2 separate regions of the Triticum aestivum genome follow, and region 2 is linked to region 1. The links are chromatin contacts, called in public Hi-C maps. All regions are on one chromosome and are shown on one strand. The core of a region is the stretch at or near the end of the contact, and the rest is flanking DNA. Distances in the headings are between cores, read along the strand shown. Region 1 holds the start of LOC123138140 (membrane protein PM19L). Region 2 holds the start of LOC123138143 (mRNA cap guanine-N7 methyltransferase 1).

Region 1 (7,822 bases), core at 1,805-4,304:
GAAATTTGTTCCCATTATCAATTTTTTGTTCTCAAAATTCTATAAATGTTTGGGTTTTCAGAAAATGTCCACGAATTTCAAAAACCAGTCTGTCGAAAAATGTTCACGTCTTTTGTTTTACTTTTTTGAAATTTGAAAATAGTTCTGAGTTGTTAATTTTCTTATCGTATTTTGGTACACTTCCCGTTTGTTAAAAGAAATTCACAATTTCGAAGGAAAGTTTAGAAAAATTCAAAAAATATTGTCCACATTCTTCATTGGTATTAGTTCTTATACTAGCACGCTTCATATTTAGCAACAAGGCTTGTTACGTCTACTGGTTAGCTCCTCTCGTACGCAACATGGAGGTGCAGAGATCGAATCCTGGCATCATTGCAAGCTTGGTTTTTTTTTCACATTAATATCGCCGCGCTACTGTACAAGCAAGCGCGCCCACTATTGGGCCGGCCCTGTCGGGGTTCTGTGCGTGCGTCGCGCAGCTGTTTGACGCAGAATGCGTCCAATAGGAGTTCCCCAACACATGACCGGTGTAGCCGAAGCCACAACCAACCTCGCGCGCAGGATGGGTCCTGATTGGGCCCAGATCTGGCTCACGGCCCAGATCCGCTGTAAGCCGAAGATCATGGCCTCACCGGTTGCGCGCCACCAGCTCCTCTTGCAGGTCTGCTACATCCGCTGCCTGTCGGAGATCACGGCCGCACCGACACCTTTTGCAGGTCCGCTGTCCGCCGGAGACCCTCAGGCCACGGCCGCCATGGTCGCGCCACCCTGCACCCACTGCCCACACGCCACCTCTCCCGTGATGATGCTTATTAGGTGACACGTTTGGAAAGAACGGAATGTTAGTCTTACGCAATCACAGTGCCCCGGCGATGGTGATTATCTCGAAGATCAACAAGGAGGATAGATTCCATCCCTTGGCTGGGACTACACACTTGAGTATTGTATAATGTCACAAGAGTAATCTTTGTTTTCCTACTAGACGGATTTTGTCTAAACATTCTTTGTTAGTCAATGGAAATTGCAAGCTTGGTTTTTTTTTTTCACATTAATATCGCCGCGCTACTGTACAAGCAAGCACGCCCACTATTGGGCCGGCCCTGTCGGGGTTCTGTGCGTGCGTCGCGCAGCTGTTTGACGCAGAATGCGTCCAATAGGAGTTCCCCAACACATGACCGGTGTAGCCGAAGCCACAACCAACCTCGCGCGCAGGATGGGTCCTGATTGGGCCCAGATCTGGCTCACGGCCCAGATCCGCTGTAAGCCGAAGATCATGGCCTCACCGGTTGCGCGCCACCAGCTCCTCTTGCAGGTCTGCTACATCCGCTGCCTGTCGGAGATCACGGCCGCACCGACACCTTTTGCAGGTCCGCTGTCCGCCGGAGACCCTCAGGCCACGGCCGCCATGGTCGCGCCACCCTGCACCCACTGCCCACACGCCACCTCTCCCGTGATGATGCTTATTAGGTGACACGTTTGGAAAGAACGGAATGTTAGTCTTACGCAATCACAGTGCCCCGGCGATGGTGATTATCTCGAAGATCAACAAGGAGGATAGATTCCATCCCTTGGCTGGGACTACACACTTGAGTATTGTATAATGTCACAAGAGTAATCTTTGTTTTCCTACTAGACGGATTTTGTCTAAACATTCTTTGTTAGTCAATGGAAATAGCAAGTCTTTTGTCTTGTTAAAAAAAACAAGCAAACCCTCGGATAAGCGTTCTCTGAATAATCGTCCAACAAAATAATAATCCATACAACATTATTTTCTTTTATTACTCTGCCTCTGTACCAGCAATGCTCTTCTTCAAAGACTCCACGTCGTCGGCCAGCTCTTTCCTGCGTTCCTGCAATAGTATTTTGTCCAAGATCATGTTAACGAATTGCAGGTTTCTTGCAATCGAATTAGTTCTACCACCAGATACTACCGACTAAGCGAGCCTGTAACTGATCGCGCACCTTGAAGAGGAGGTAGCGGTACACGAACCATCCGGTGTAGCCGAGCCCAACAAGCTCCATGATTTTGGGAAGCTGCATGCAGAAATTAAACAACGTGTCAGCGCTCAAGTCTGATGAGTGGACACACGACGGCATGATCTGATCGGAGCCAAGACGGCGGCCATGCACTCATGTATGAGCACCGGCGGTCGACGTACGCACCAGAGGCAGGGAGTTGACGGCGCCGACGATGACGGAGGAGAACCATACGGCGACGATGGCGCCGCCGGCGTACGTCAGCACGGTGGACTTGTTCTCGACGGCGTCCCACTGCGACAAAGCAAACAACACGTACGCACCGTCGCTCAAGCTGGTCAGCTCGCCGTTCTACCTAGCTTACCAAAGGTCGCGCCTCCTGTTTCGAGAGTACCTTGGCTTTCAGGTCGTCGACGAGCTCGTCGCCGCTCGCGGCAGAGGTGTCATCGGAGGCGGCCTTCGCCGGGAGCAGAGAGAGCCGCGGTGCATCTGGTTAACAGATCGTACTAATTGTTAATGTGTCTACTTATCTGGGCATCGCCATTGCGGAATGTAGTACGCAGTATAGGTACCGTGCGCGCCTTGGAGGCGAAGAGGGGAGAAGTTACGCCGTGGGAGAAGAACGGTTGGCGGCGCGCCGGCGGGGAGGCGTGCTCCTGCTACACCCAGAAGCGCCGTAGAGCACGCCGTTGCGGCCATGTTCTCACCTGCAAGCTCTTCTCTGGCTCTCGCCTATGCTGACACGCTTCTAGTCCTGTGCGTCCCTGGGCCTCTCTTTCTTCTTGTGTCCCAGACTCTAATCATTTGATTTGATGCTTTTGCGCGCTGATCGGCCACATGGCAGGATGGTGGGCTCTGATTGGCTGGCTGCCTATCTTAGAAATCTGTGGCTGCCCCCACTGTCTGGTTGGCTGTCCTAGGAACAGAGGTCTCAGCTCACAGCACCATACTCCATACCAGACCACATTGTCCCGTAGGAGTACATCGGTGGGCTGGCCGGCAGTCGCCGTCCGAAGCTGGCCCATGTTACTATGTAGTACCTGCCTTTGCGTGCAGACGGTACAAGCGGACCCCGTCCTCCAGGCTAGCTTCGCGTGCACAACAGCATTGCCGTTGCACGAAACTTCTAGTGCGCGTCATCACAAACGGCCCCCCTCGGCTGGACGCTCGAACACTTCCAGTAGTAGTTACATAGCGACCAGAGTCACCAAATCAATTGCCCACACTCGAGACCTGCGGCCTAGGCTAGGTACTAGCATTCCTGGCCGGGGAGCTAGCAGTGGTGGATCCATGGCCGTGGGCGCGGCGAGCAGGCGGTACATCGGGCCCCTGCTGTGCATCAACCTCGTCATGCACGCCGCCGTCCTCGGCATCGCCGGCTGGTCGCTCAACAAGTTCATCGACCGCGAGACGCACCGCCGTACGTTACGTAGTACTACGTCTTGCAGTGGTCGTACGTCCTTGCGTGCGACATGATCTGGTCTGGTTAACGACGTGACGTGGTGTGCAGATCTAGGAGGTAACACGGCGACGGGGTATCTGCTCGTCTTCTCGCTCATGGCCGGGGTGGTCGGCGCCTGCTCGGTGCTCCCCGCCCTGCTCCACGTCAGGGCGCCCTGGCACAGCGAGAGCCTCGCCGCCGCGGCCTCCACCGGGCTCGTCTCCTGGGCGCTCACCGCCCTCGCCTTCGGGTTCTGCTCTACACTCACACTCGCACCGCCTGTTTCAAAAATGTAATCCCTCTCTATCTGCTACTCCAGTACGTAACTCACAGTGCTGTGCCATCTTTTCCTGAACATCTGCAGCCTCGCGTGCAAGCATATCACTCTGGGGAACCGAGGAAGGCGCCTGGTACGTCGCTATCTGCTAGCAACTCATCACACTGCTTTTCCTTTCGATGATTCAACTTATGAATTATGTGTTCGTCTTGCTGGCAGAGGACGTTGGAGGCGTTCATCACGATCTCGACGCTGACGCAGCTGTTCTACCTGCTTCTGCTCCACGCCGGCGCCTTGAGCGGGGTGCTCGGAGTTGGACAGGCCTGCGGGAACCACGGCGAAACTTGCTGCCGCGAGATCCCTCGGGGAGAGCTCGCCGCGGACCATAAGACGGCGGGAGGGGCTCCGTCCCCGGATGCATGACCAAAACTACCGGAAACTTGAATTGCACCGAGTACCAGCAACTGTATCGAGTGCAGTTCATCGGGCACTCGTATGGTAAGCAATTTACCAAGCGCAGGATGACACCCTCGTGTATTTCCGTAGGCACTTGGTAGACAAATAACACTCAGGACAATAGGGATACATGTTGTAGACGGAGAGATTTGCAATACAATGAACGTTGTATTGATGGAGTGTTGTGCATGTATATATAATACAGGGAGGGTCTCTACCTCAACTATACAAGATTAGGAGGTGGGCCACAACTCCAATACACGTGCAATAGAAAATACATACTCAACACCCCCCTTAATCGAAGCGTCGTTGGAGACACGGAGACTGGACTGAAACTCCTCAAAGACGGGAGTAGGCAATCCCTTAGTCATAACATCAGCAAATTGTTGCGTCGTCGGCACGTAAAGAACCCGAACACGGCCAAGGGCAACTTGCTCGCGCACGAACTGAATATCGAGCTCAATATGCTTCGTACGTCGATGGTGCACCGGGTTGGCGGAGAGGTAGACCGCGCCGACGTTATCGCAGTAGACAAGAGTGGCCTTGTGAACATCACAAAGCAACTCCTGGAGCAGCTGACGTAGCCAAGAGCATCCGGCCACGACATTAGCCACAGCACGATACTCTGCCTCGGCGCTGGAGCGGGAGACCGTGGGTTGCCGCTTCGATGACCAAGAGATCAACGAGGGCCAAGGTAGACGCAGTAGCCTGACGTAGAGCGTCGAGTGTCGGGGCAACCAGCCCAGTCGACATCCGAGTAGGCCACGAGGTCGGTGGAGGCGGAGGCCGTCAGGGTGAGTCCCAAAGACATGGTGATGCGTATATAACGGAGAATATGCTTCACCAAGGTCCAGTGAGAGTCACGCAGAGCGTGCATGTGGAGGCACGCCTGCTGGACAGCGTACTGCAGGTCAGGTCGGGTGAGCGTCAGGTACTGTAAAGCACCGACGATGGAGCGAAAATGTTGCATCGGACGCGAGAGACCCCTCTAGAGCAGAGACCTTAGCCTTCGCGTCGACGGGGGTGGGCGCCAGCTTGCAGTTAAGCATACCGGCACGCTCCAGGAGCTCGTTGGGCGTACTTCTGCTGATGCAGAAAGAAGCCGTTAGGCCGTCGGACCACCTCGATGCCGAGGAAGTAGTGCAGGGACCCCAAGTCCTTCAGGGCGAACTCATCACGAAGACGAGCAGTCAGCCGCTGAAGGATATCAGGGGTGGACGCCGTGAGGATGATGTCGTCGACGTAGAGCGGCAGATATGCAGTGTCAGCTCCCTGATGGTACACGAAGAGTAAAGCATCGGAGCGAGTGGACCGAAATCCCAGAGACTGCAGGAAGGCTACGATACGCTGGTACCAAGCCCGAGGCACCTGCTTCAACCCGTAAAGAGAACCGGAGAGCAAGCACACGAAGTCGGGGTGCTCGGCATCGACGAAACCAGTGGGCGCTGCTCACAGAACAACTGCTCAGCGAGATGGTCGTGCAAGAAGGCGTTGGAAACATCCAACTGGTGCACAGGCCAGGCGTGTGAGACCGCCAGCTGGAGCACGGCGCGAATCATGCCCGGTTTCACAACCGGGGCGAAGGTGTCGGTGAAGCCCACGCCCGCGCGCTGCCGAAAACCATGAACCACCCACCGAGTCTTGTAGTGCTCGAGAGAACCGTCCGGACGAGTCTTGTGGCGAAACACCCACTTGCTAGAGATGATGTTGGCACGAGGGGGTCGCAGGACAAGCCACCACGTGTGGTTGCGCTGTAGGGCGTCGAACTTCTCGTGCATCACAGCTAGCCAATGGGGATCCCGAAGGGCAGCGCGAGCGGAGGTGGGGATGGGTGATGGCATCGAGGTCAAGGCGGCGCACACATACTCGTCGGAGGAGTAGCACGTGCTCGGCCGAAGCACTCCTCCTTGGGCACGGATAGTCACGCCAAGCGGCCGGACAGCAGGGCCGCGACGGTGGGGGGCACGGTGGCGGCAGGGGCCGCAGCGATGACAGGGACGCTGGCGGCGATGGGTGCACACGTGGTGGGGGCCGCGGTGGCGGGGGCCGCGGCGGCAGCAGCGCCGGACGAGCCGGCGACGGAATGGGCGACAAGCGAGGAGGACGTCGAGCCCATCGCAGGGGTGCGTTGCCAGCTGGGGTGGCGGGTGAGGTGCCCACCGGCTCAACCTTGGAGGAGGGAGATGGGGACCCGGGGGCTCGGTCAGACTCGACCTCGGGGGAAGGAGTCGAGAAACCGGGTGGCGGCGGCAAAAGGCGCCGTGCCGGGGGGCGCTGGGGGTGGGCGCCGCGCATCGCTCCAGGAAGGGGACGCGGGGGCCGGCGCCGAAGGAGCCGAAGCCGGAGGAACCTGAAAAAAAGGGAACACTTGTTGGGGAACGTAGTAGAAATTCAAAATTTTCCTACGAGTCACCAAGATCTATTTATGGAGAAACTAGCAACGAGGGGAAGGAGAGTGCATCTACATACCCTTGTAGATCGCTAAGCAGAAGCGTTCAAGTGAACGGGGTTGAACGAGTCGTACTCGTCGTGATCCAAATCACCGGAGATCCTAGTGCCGAACGGACGGCACCTCCGTGTTCAACACACATGCAGCCCGGTGACAGCTCCCATGCCTTGATCCAGCAAGGAGAGAGGGAGAGGTTGGGGAAGACTCCGTCCAGCAGCAGCACAACGGCGTGGTAGTGAAGGAGGAGCGTGGCAGTCCTGCAGGGCTTCGCCAAGCATCGCGGGAGAGGAGAAGGACTTGGGAGTGGGGGAGGGCTGCGCCAGAACTTGGGTGCGGCTGCCCTCCCACCCCCCACATATATATAGGGGCAAGGGAGAAGTGGGCCGGCACCCTCAGATCCAATCTGAGGAGGGGGCGGCGGCCAGGGGGGTTGCCTTGCCCCCCAAGGCAAGGGGACGCCCCCCCTTTAGGGTTTCCCCACACCCTAGGCGCATGGACCCTAAGGGGGGAGGCGCCCGGCCCACTAAGGGGCTGGTCCCTCTCCACAAACAGCCCATAGGGCCCTTCGGGGCAGGTGGACCCTCCCGGTGGACCCCCGAAACCCCTTCGGTGGTCCGGTACAATACCGGTAACCCCCCGAATTATTCCGGTGACCGTATGATGACTTCCCATATATAAATCTTTACCTCCGGACCATTCCGGAACTCCTCGTGACGTCCGGGATCTCATCCGAGACTCCGAACAACATTCGGTAACCACGTATATCTATTCCCTATAACCCTAGCGTCATCGAACCTTAAGTGTGTAGACCCTACGGGTTCGGGAACAATGCAGACATGACCGAGACGTTCTTCGATTAATAACCAATAGCGGGATCTGGATACCCATGTTGGCTCCTACATGTTCCACGATGATCTCATCGGATGAACCACGATGTCGAGGATTCAATCAATCCTGTATACAATTCTCTTTGTCCAGCGGTATTGTACTTGCCCGAGATTCGATCGTCGGTATCCCGATACCTTGTTCAATCTCATTATGGGCAAGTCTCTTTACTCGTTCCGTAACACATCATCCCGTGATCAACCCCTTGGTCACATTGTGCACATTATGATGATATCCTACCGAGTGGGCCCAGAGATACCTCTCCGTTACAGGGAGTGACAAATCCCAGTCTCGATTCGTGCCAACCCAACAAACACTTTCGGAGATACCCGTAGTG
Region 2 (7,822 bases), core at 2,804-5,303, 280 kb before region 1:
TTCATTAGAACCAGCTCTAAATCAAACTGCAAAAGATGCACGATTTTTTGGTCATAGCCTTAGCATCTGTCTGAGAGCAAATTTGTAAAAGAAAATAAATGATAACAAAAGATAGGGCAGCAAAATTTTCGAGAAAATATTGAAATGAACTAGTTCGAAATAAGGAAACAGAGGCACACGTCGCCATAGCATACTGAGCAATAGATTTGTGTACCTCCTCTGCCAGTAGTTTGAAGAGATGGAATGGAACAACCCACTCTGGGCAATCAACTGCGTCCTGCACGTTGCCAAAGAATTTGTTACTGAATAAGTTTCTGTAAATTTATGAATGAAAAAATTAAATAAAGATAACGAGTGAAAAGCAGGAAGCTAGGTACAGCATAGGGCAATAAACACCCAAACAAGTTGTAACAAGACATGTATATGTAAATTGTCAAAAATAAATAAAAATACATGTATATGTAAGATAAGGGCAATATGAAGGACGTCAGCTACATACTATTCACAAAGAATGTCTAGAATATGGAAGAACTGAAGACTGCAGCAAACAACATGTAGCCTACAGGAGTGCAGAGTTTGTGATAAACAGATAGTACTATGTAAATCACTAGAGTTACTTTCAGAGCTGCAGCAACTGAAGTTGAATAAGGGCACATAATAGATATTTAGATACGCATTAGAAAGGGTAGTGTGCATACAAATTCACAAGAGGGCAACTTAATCAAAAAAATACCCAAATAAATCCATTTTTTACTCTGTTATACAATTTGGGTAAACACTCGAATATGAACATCAGTATTCATCTTGAAAAACTAAAAGAGGCCACCGATACAAGGCTCAAGTTATTAGAAAGTTAATCGTGTTGTCACCTCTAAATGAAACTTGTACTTGATACCAAAAGGCCTGGATGCCGGGAATTTCTACACCATTGTGAGAACAACAAAATGATCAGTCAGTAATGAAAACTACTCCCTCCGTCCCATAATGTAAGACGTTTTTTGGCACTAGTGTAGGGCCAAAACACGTCTTGCATTATGGGATGGAGGGAGTAACATATAAGAAGTAATTATAAACAAACACAATTACCTTTTCTGTGTACTCTTCACCAAAGGTAATACAGTAAACACTGTTCCCGAACTCCATCCCTTCAGCTGAGGATATAAATTTGTATCACACATCTTGTGACAAGTACAGTCTTTGACGAGATCAAGCAAATTACAGTTCAAGATAGTGACATACATTCTCTTAGCCTTTTAATAATGACATTAGCATCAGGCATCGTTCCAATGAATGTGCCTCCAGGACGAAGCAATGCAGATATATTTGCGAGGGCTTGTCTTGCACGTGCTTCAGTTGACCATGAGTAGTGCATTGCAAACTGAAATACATAGAAAAAAACATCAGAATAGGAAGTATAAACCTCATAATCATACACATTTATCATCCAGACATTCTAAATCTCCTGACGGTGCATTACATATTAAGAGTAGATTAAAGATCATTGTACTTAATTTTATTTGCTGGACATAGCAATGATACTTAAGTTTCAACATCTTTCAGGAAAAATTTGTTTGAATGATAGTTGTCAATAATGATTGTGATATTTAACAGTAGATATATATTCACAAAAGGTTTCTAAAATTCAAAGTTGCTTTGACAAGTGGGAAATAATAGATGATTGAACTGACCAAATAATAACAACAAACTATGAAAATTGAGCAAAATATAAAGCTAGGTCACTCACCTGGCAGCTGCATATGTCAAATGGAGCATCCTCACATAGATACTCATCCAGACGAGTCTGCAAAAACATGAAAGCGGAAGCATTTGATGCACTTTATAATTCTTGATGAGCACCACAAATAATAGACTGATAGACATATGGGGTAAGGTAAAGTATATTCTTCCTGGTGATGTGAAAGTATAAGCAGAATCACCTACTAGCTAATGACAAATGTGTGTATACGTTGGCATGAGTTTTATTGAAAGATCCATTTCTTGCGTATAATTTGGTTTCAACTACAGAAAGATGTTCAATGCTTGAAACAAGCTGTGGCACTATGTCTGCTTGCACACACAGAGCACACCACCACTTTAGGTTTGGTTCTTATGGTAAATTGTACTATTATTTATTAATACTTTTACCTCGTAACAGTCAGCACAAATAAGCCGTGCAGGAAAACTGAACTTCTTCCTTCGTTGTTGATCCGAGTCACCATTATAACGGGTCATGCAATCTTTTATCTGCAAGTGTAAAGCTCCAACACATCAAAGGAGATTATAACTTAAAGTGACCTTTGCTGCGTAGTTGAGAGCTACAAGAGGTAGTGAGGAAATCAAAAGCGAATACACAAGTTCTATGGTCTAGGACCGCTGATAAGTCTGAAGGTTTTACCAAGGATACTGATAAAAACAAGTGAAATAAAGATTGAATATATAGCTTACCACTACCTTGAGATAAGTTTAAATGCTAAAACGATTACAGTACAGGTTACAAAATAATATCTGCGAAACGGTTGCAATGTACAAATCTACCCTATACAGAAAAGCAACTGATAGGCATAAATGCCAAAGCATTACAGAGATGGAAATACCTAACTCACGAAGAACAAATTGCATTAAGTTATATATATTTGTATATGCATATAATATAGATTTATCATGTGATGGAAAACTAACCGAGCCTTCTGCAATATCAACCCCTACATAATAGCCAACCTTGGCCTTATCCCACTTTATCAAATCACCTCCCTGCATTAACACTCGTGAAGAATCAATATATGTCAGGACTACCTCGGAACTACAAAAAACTCTTCTTATCTTAATTAACACTCGCAAAGCACTGCTTACCTTGCCACAAGCAAGATCTAGAACGCAGTCTCCTGGACGTGCATACAGTTGAACCAGGACGCTCTTTATCTGCCAAAGGTGAGATTGGAAGATTAGCGTGGCTTCTTACTGGTTTCACCCAACATCGTACAGGTGACATTTTCTCAAGGGTTTTAGGGGATGAATGGATGCGTAGCACAGCAAAGTAGTTACCCAGTTGTTGAGCTTCTTGAGGTGGATGATGGGGCTGTTCTCACGCTCCTCGAGCGTCTGATTCGACCGGGCACTGTAGTGGTCCGCCACCCGCTGCGCACTGATCCGCTCCTCCGAGTACCCTTGCTCCCCATAGCCGCCACCTACACAAAGACCAAACCTTAGTTAGCTACCCTTCGCACGGTATTGGGAGTTAGCAGCAACTAGATGGGGTCTAGTGACGAAGGCGGGGAATAGATACCTGCACCGAACTGGCGCTTTTGGGCGGACGCAAGGGAGGAGGAAGGCTCGTCCTCGCGGGGTCGCTTGTTCATCACGCTTGCAGCCTTGGCCTTCCTTCTGGGTGATGGTTTATAATTAAAAAAACTAGCTACCACTGTTGCATACAAATTTGAACAAGACAAATTGTTGTATTCATTCATGATTTGAATATATCACTGTTGTATTCATGAAGACTAGCTATCACTGTTGTGTTCATGATTTGAATGTCATACACATGCAACAAAATCCATCGACACAATTTCAGACAGCAGCAAAGCATATGCCAACATGGATTGCAAAAATATGACTTGAATACCACACACTGACACACATGCCACAAAAATCTTCAACATCGATTCGCACAGGGGCTTATAGCAACATATCCAGCCAACAAATATGATTGAATATCACAGACTCGTCAAAAATTCTGGCAGTTTATTGGGTAATGGGCATGCGCATATATACCTTGGAGGGAGGAGGTCTTGCTGATGGCTGATACTTCTCTTCCCGATCCGCCGCCGCCGCTCTTCCCGGATCCGCCGCCCCCGCTTCCCCACTAGCCTACTACCGCTTGCCCGGTGGTGCCAGCCGCAGATTCTCGAGGGACAGACGACGAGAGGGCAGGGGAGTGTGGCGGCTGCGTCGAGGAGCAGAGAGGGCAGGGCGTGGCGGCTGGGCGCGTGTCGGAGCGTGCCGGGCCGATGACGGTTTAGGTCGAGGTGAGGGAACGGGTTCCGTTCGGTGAGATTTTGGGGAAGTACTATTAACTGACGATCGTCACCCAGGAGAGATTTCGCAGCGATCCACCATCTTCAGTCGGATTCGTCTGCACGAATCTTGACGCAGGATACGTGCCACGTCCAGTGGCGGAGCTTCAGCTGGGCCACTCCTCCCCAGCCCACGCAAAATCTTCTGGTAAAACTGGCCCAGAACTCACATTTTTAGCTGCCCCCAAGCCCATTGCTCGTCCAAGAATCAGGCCCCAGCTCCGCCACTGGCCACGTCGGATCCCCAAACCCGTGCGCTATAAGACTAGCCACAGTAAACATATGCATGTTACTAGTTTATGTTACTACTTCTACAATGAGAAGTAACATATGTGTGATGTCATTTATTAGGTTATAAACTCATCTTGCCTTGGTATGTGTGATGTTACTCATAGTATTAGTAACTAGCTATGTTACTACATGCCTCTCTTTCTTCATTAATTATTTGCCATATCATCTATTTTTTCTAAATATGTGTGATGTTTCCATCTATGTTATTTTTATTGTGGGTAGTCTAAGAGAAACTCCAGCGAACTGTATCTTCTATTCCTAAATAATTACAGCCCACTATTTATTTTTTTAAGCCATGCAACTATGCCACATAAGCAAGTCATGCATGCATGTCATAAATTACATTTCTTTACATTACACTATATGCATGCAATGCTGCCACATCATAAATTCATGCATGTTAATTATTCAAAGTTTATTTTTTGTACTAGATTTTGTATTAACAATATATGTAGCATATTTATGTTGGGCGATTGTAGCATACCTATAAAGTTGTCCCTTCTCATTTTTGTCAGAAATGATATTTTTTAATTGAAACTCAAGTTCTTAGACGCTTTGTATTTTTTATATTACATTTTCCTTCCATTAGTTTTAGATGTTTTTGTAGCAACTATTTATGCATTTATTTCTGGAACATTTCCCACGGCAACGCGTGGGGCAACATTTAGTTATAAAGTACTAGAGCCAGCCCATTGGCTAGGAGTGCACTCCTTCTCCTGGGCCACCTGGGTTGGAATCCCAGTTCTTCCATTTTCTTTCACCAGATGGCATTTTCTCTAGTAAAAAATCAACATGGCAGTTTATAAATGTTTGAACTATGTCACATGGCATTTTTTATATTTTATTATAAGAGATGGCATTTTTATTTACTTAAGAGATTAAGAGATGGCATTTTATTATTATTAAGAGATGGCATTTTTTATCATTAAGAAATGGCATTTTTATATTAAGAGATGATATTTTTAGATTAAAAGATAGCGTTTTTATTATTAAGAGATGTCATTTTTCATTTAAGAGATGGCTTTTATTTTTAGGATACGGAATTTTATTTTTTATGTCATTTTTTGTTTATTAAGAGATGACACTATTTTTATCATGGCATTTTCTTTCTTTCTTTTTGTGTTCACATGGCACTCTCTTGTTCATAGCATTTTCATCCCAAGAATGGCAGTTTTAAAGTTTTAGAGCAATCTAGTTAGTTGCATTGACATGGTTTGATGACCAAGATTAAGTTGATCTGCGCATTTGGATCTTTTTATATTTATATTGTTATATATGAAAAAAAAAGTCAGACGCTAAATGTTACAATTATTTTATTTTTTTTACCAAGGAAGCATTGCTATCCTGTTTGGCATGAGAAGTATCAAGGACGCTTGTTACACTACAAGAACATCTACAAAAATATCATTTTAAAAAAATTATTTACTACTTATTTTGAATTTACTCATCATTTGGGAGCATATGCGTCCCAGAGCCAAAACGGCCATCCCGTATTTTATCATTTTAATTAATGACTGAATGTGAGAGTGCTACAATTGTTTAGTATACATTAACTAAGGGTGGATTATAATTTTTCATTTTATGTTAAAACAAGTTATGTGTTTGTTTAAATATTAGCTATACTAATATATCCCAACAATTATGTAGAAGTTTTATGTGGATGAAGAATTTAAGACTTAGGTGAAAGAGTGGGATAAAAAGAATAAGAAGAGGCAAACGTCTCAAAATTGGGGATGCCCAAGGCACCCCCGAGGAATTACTCCTATACAGTATGTTGCAACACCCGACTCCTGGGTGCTTCCTCGCTCGCGAGTGCCCTGCACGCGCGCCTCGCGATGGTGCCTACCTGGCGCCCTCCCCGCCATGTGATCTTTTGGGCACTCTACACTGCATCGATTTCCTTAGGGATCCATGGCGCGTGGGTCGCAGGCGCGCTCAATGTTGTAAACAGAATCTGTTGTTCAGGCGCGCAAGGTTTTGCGACCATCCACAGAACATGTTAATAGCTGCATAAAACAATGTTTACAAAATCGATAATCGGTAACTGCTCAGTCCCCTACCCGCTGTACTACCTCCATCCGGGTTTATTAGTCCCCCTTGTATTTTGGGTCAAACTTTGACGTTTGATTTAACTATCAAAAAAGAACTTATATACCACCAAAATAGCATCAATGGAAACCTCTTATGAATCCAATAATCTAAGTTGTGTGACATACAACTTATATTTTTTTGGTCAAATTTATGGTTAAAATTGGGCACAAAATACAAAGAGGATCAATAAACCCAGACGGATGTAGTAGGGGATTAAGAGGTGCTGACCAGTTAATTGTCTGATTAATTAGTTACTCGCTACTCGACTGAAAAAAACCTTAGTTACGGGCTACTCAGCGACACTCAAGAGGGAGTATTTTTCTGGATAAATGATTTATCAGCTAATTTTTCAACAACAAAATAAAAGCATAATGCCAAATTGATCTGATAAGCGAAGCGTGCATCTGCTTCTGGCTTAGAACGGTTAATTGTTGGGGCAGCGAAAATGCGCAGAGGAACTCACCTACCAAGTCCTGCCTCCCACTCGTTTGTCCTCACGATTCGCGCAGTAGTTCAATTTCGCACGAGGACACAGTAAAAAGTAAAATTTCTTAAAAAGTTTTAAGTTTCAACGATTAAACTTACGGTTTGTTGCATTAAAAACTGCCAAGTTGCAACTAGTTTCATAGATATAATTTCAAGCAATTTATTCCGTCGGTCGTAGACACAAAATAGTTGATTTTTGTCGGTTACTCGTACTAAGTTTCAACATTTAAACTTTTTTAAAAAATTATCAAAATATATTCAAAGCAGATCTTATTTAAAAACGCCAATCACGAGAAACAAAAATATGAGAACATAACTTAATTTGTAATTTTGGTTTAAATGATTTGAAACTATGAGAGCCAAAGAAAAAGGACACTAGGGACATGCACTTGTGTGCCACAAATCCTCTCCTGTTGGGGCAGCCGTTAACATACACGGGAGACTAGAGCCATGACTTCTCATCACATGTAAACAAAGAACACCTACCAGGAGCACTCGTGAAAGTGAAAGAACAAAGTAATCTTCGAGAGAGCGTGAGACCGTTCTTCCGGCAAAGACAAAACGAGCGAGACCATACAATACAAACCGGCCTCCGTGTCAAGTGCACGTCTACAAGGATACGCCGGCAGCTGGACAATCGACAGGGACGCGGCTCGACTGGATAAACACCACCGGCCCTGTCGCGTAGATGCGAATAGACTACAGCACTACTGTGCCACACAAGAGCGCCGTGGTGGTAACTGGTAACTGGGACGGGAAGGCCGGCTTCAGCTGTTCCGGGGATCGAGATGCCAGTATGCCAACCGGGGTAAAACTCTGGACGGCGACGCGTACCGGCCGCATGTGGCCGAAATCCGGGTGCGGCATGCGCTCCGGACACCGGC

What was found. A called contact is a pair of places that touch in the nucleus more often than the background predicts.
Region 2: a contact with region 1 is called in a Hi-C map of leaf, with 5 times the contacts expected there. The contact joins the promoter of LOC123138143 here to the promoter of LOC123138140 in region 1. A contact is called at or near these places in 2 of 5 Hi-C or Micro-C datasets (both in leaf).

Annotation. Positions count from the first base shown.
Region 1 is chr6B:580,281,761-580,289,582 of IWGSC CS RefSeq v2.1, reverse strand. It overlaps LOC123138140 (membrane protein PM19L), which reads left to right and starts at 3,054. Exons shown (of 4, transcript XM_044558049.1): 1 at 3,054-3,397; 2 at 3,488-3,668; 3 at 3,783-3,828; 4 at 3,915-4,428. The coding sequence starts at 3,268. The coding sequence ends at 4,118. It overlaps LOC123138141 (protein CURVATURE THYLAKOID 1A, chloroplastic), which reads right to left and starts at 2,788. Exons shown (of 5, transcript XM_044558050.1): 1 at 2,550-2,788; 2 at 2,372-2,466; 3 at 2,164-2,271; 4 at 1,963-2,034; 5 at 1,639-1,850. The coding sequence starts at 2,676. The coding sequence ends at 1,779.
Region 2 is chr6B:580,564,776-580,572,597 of IWGSC CS RefSeq v2.1, reverse strand. LOC123138143 (mRNA cap guanine-N7 methyltransferase 1) reads right to left here and starts at 4,053. Exons shown (of 14, transcript XM_044558055.1): 1 at 3,769-4,053; 2 at 3,284-3,381; 3 at 3,043-3,185; 4 at 2,851-2,919; 5 at 2,680-2,751; 6 at 2,146-2,244; 7 at 1,745-1,801; 8 at 1,240-1,378; 9 at 1,087-1,151; 10 at 870-920; 11 at 215-277; 12 at 1-26. The coding sequence starts at 3,356.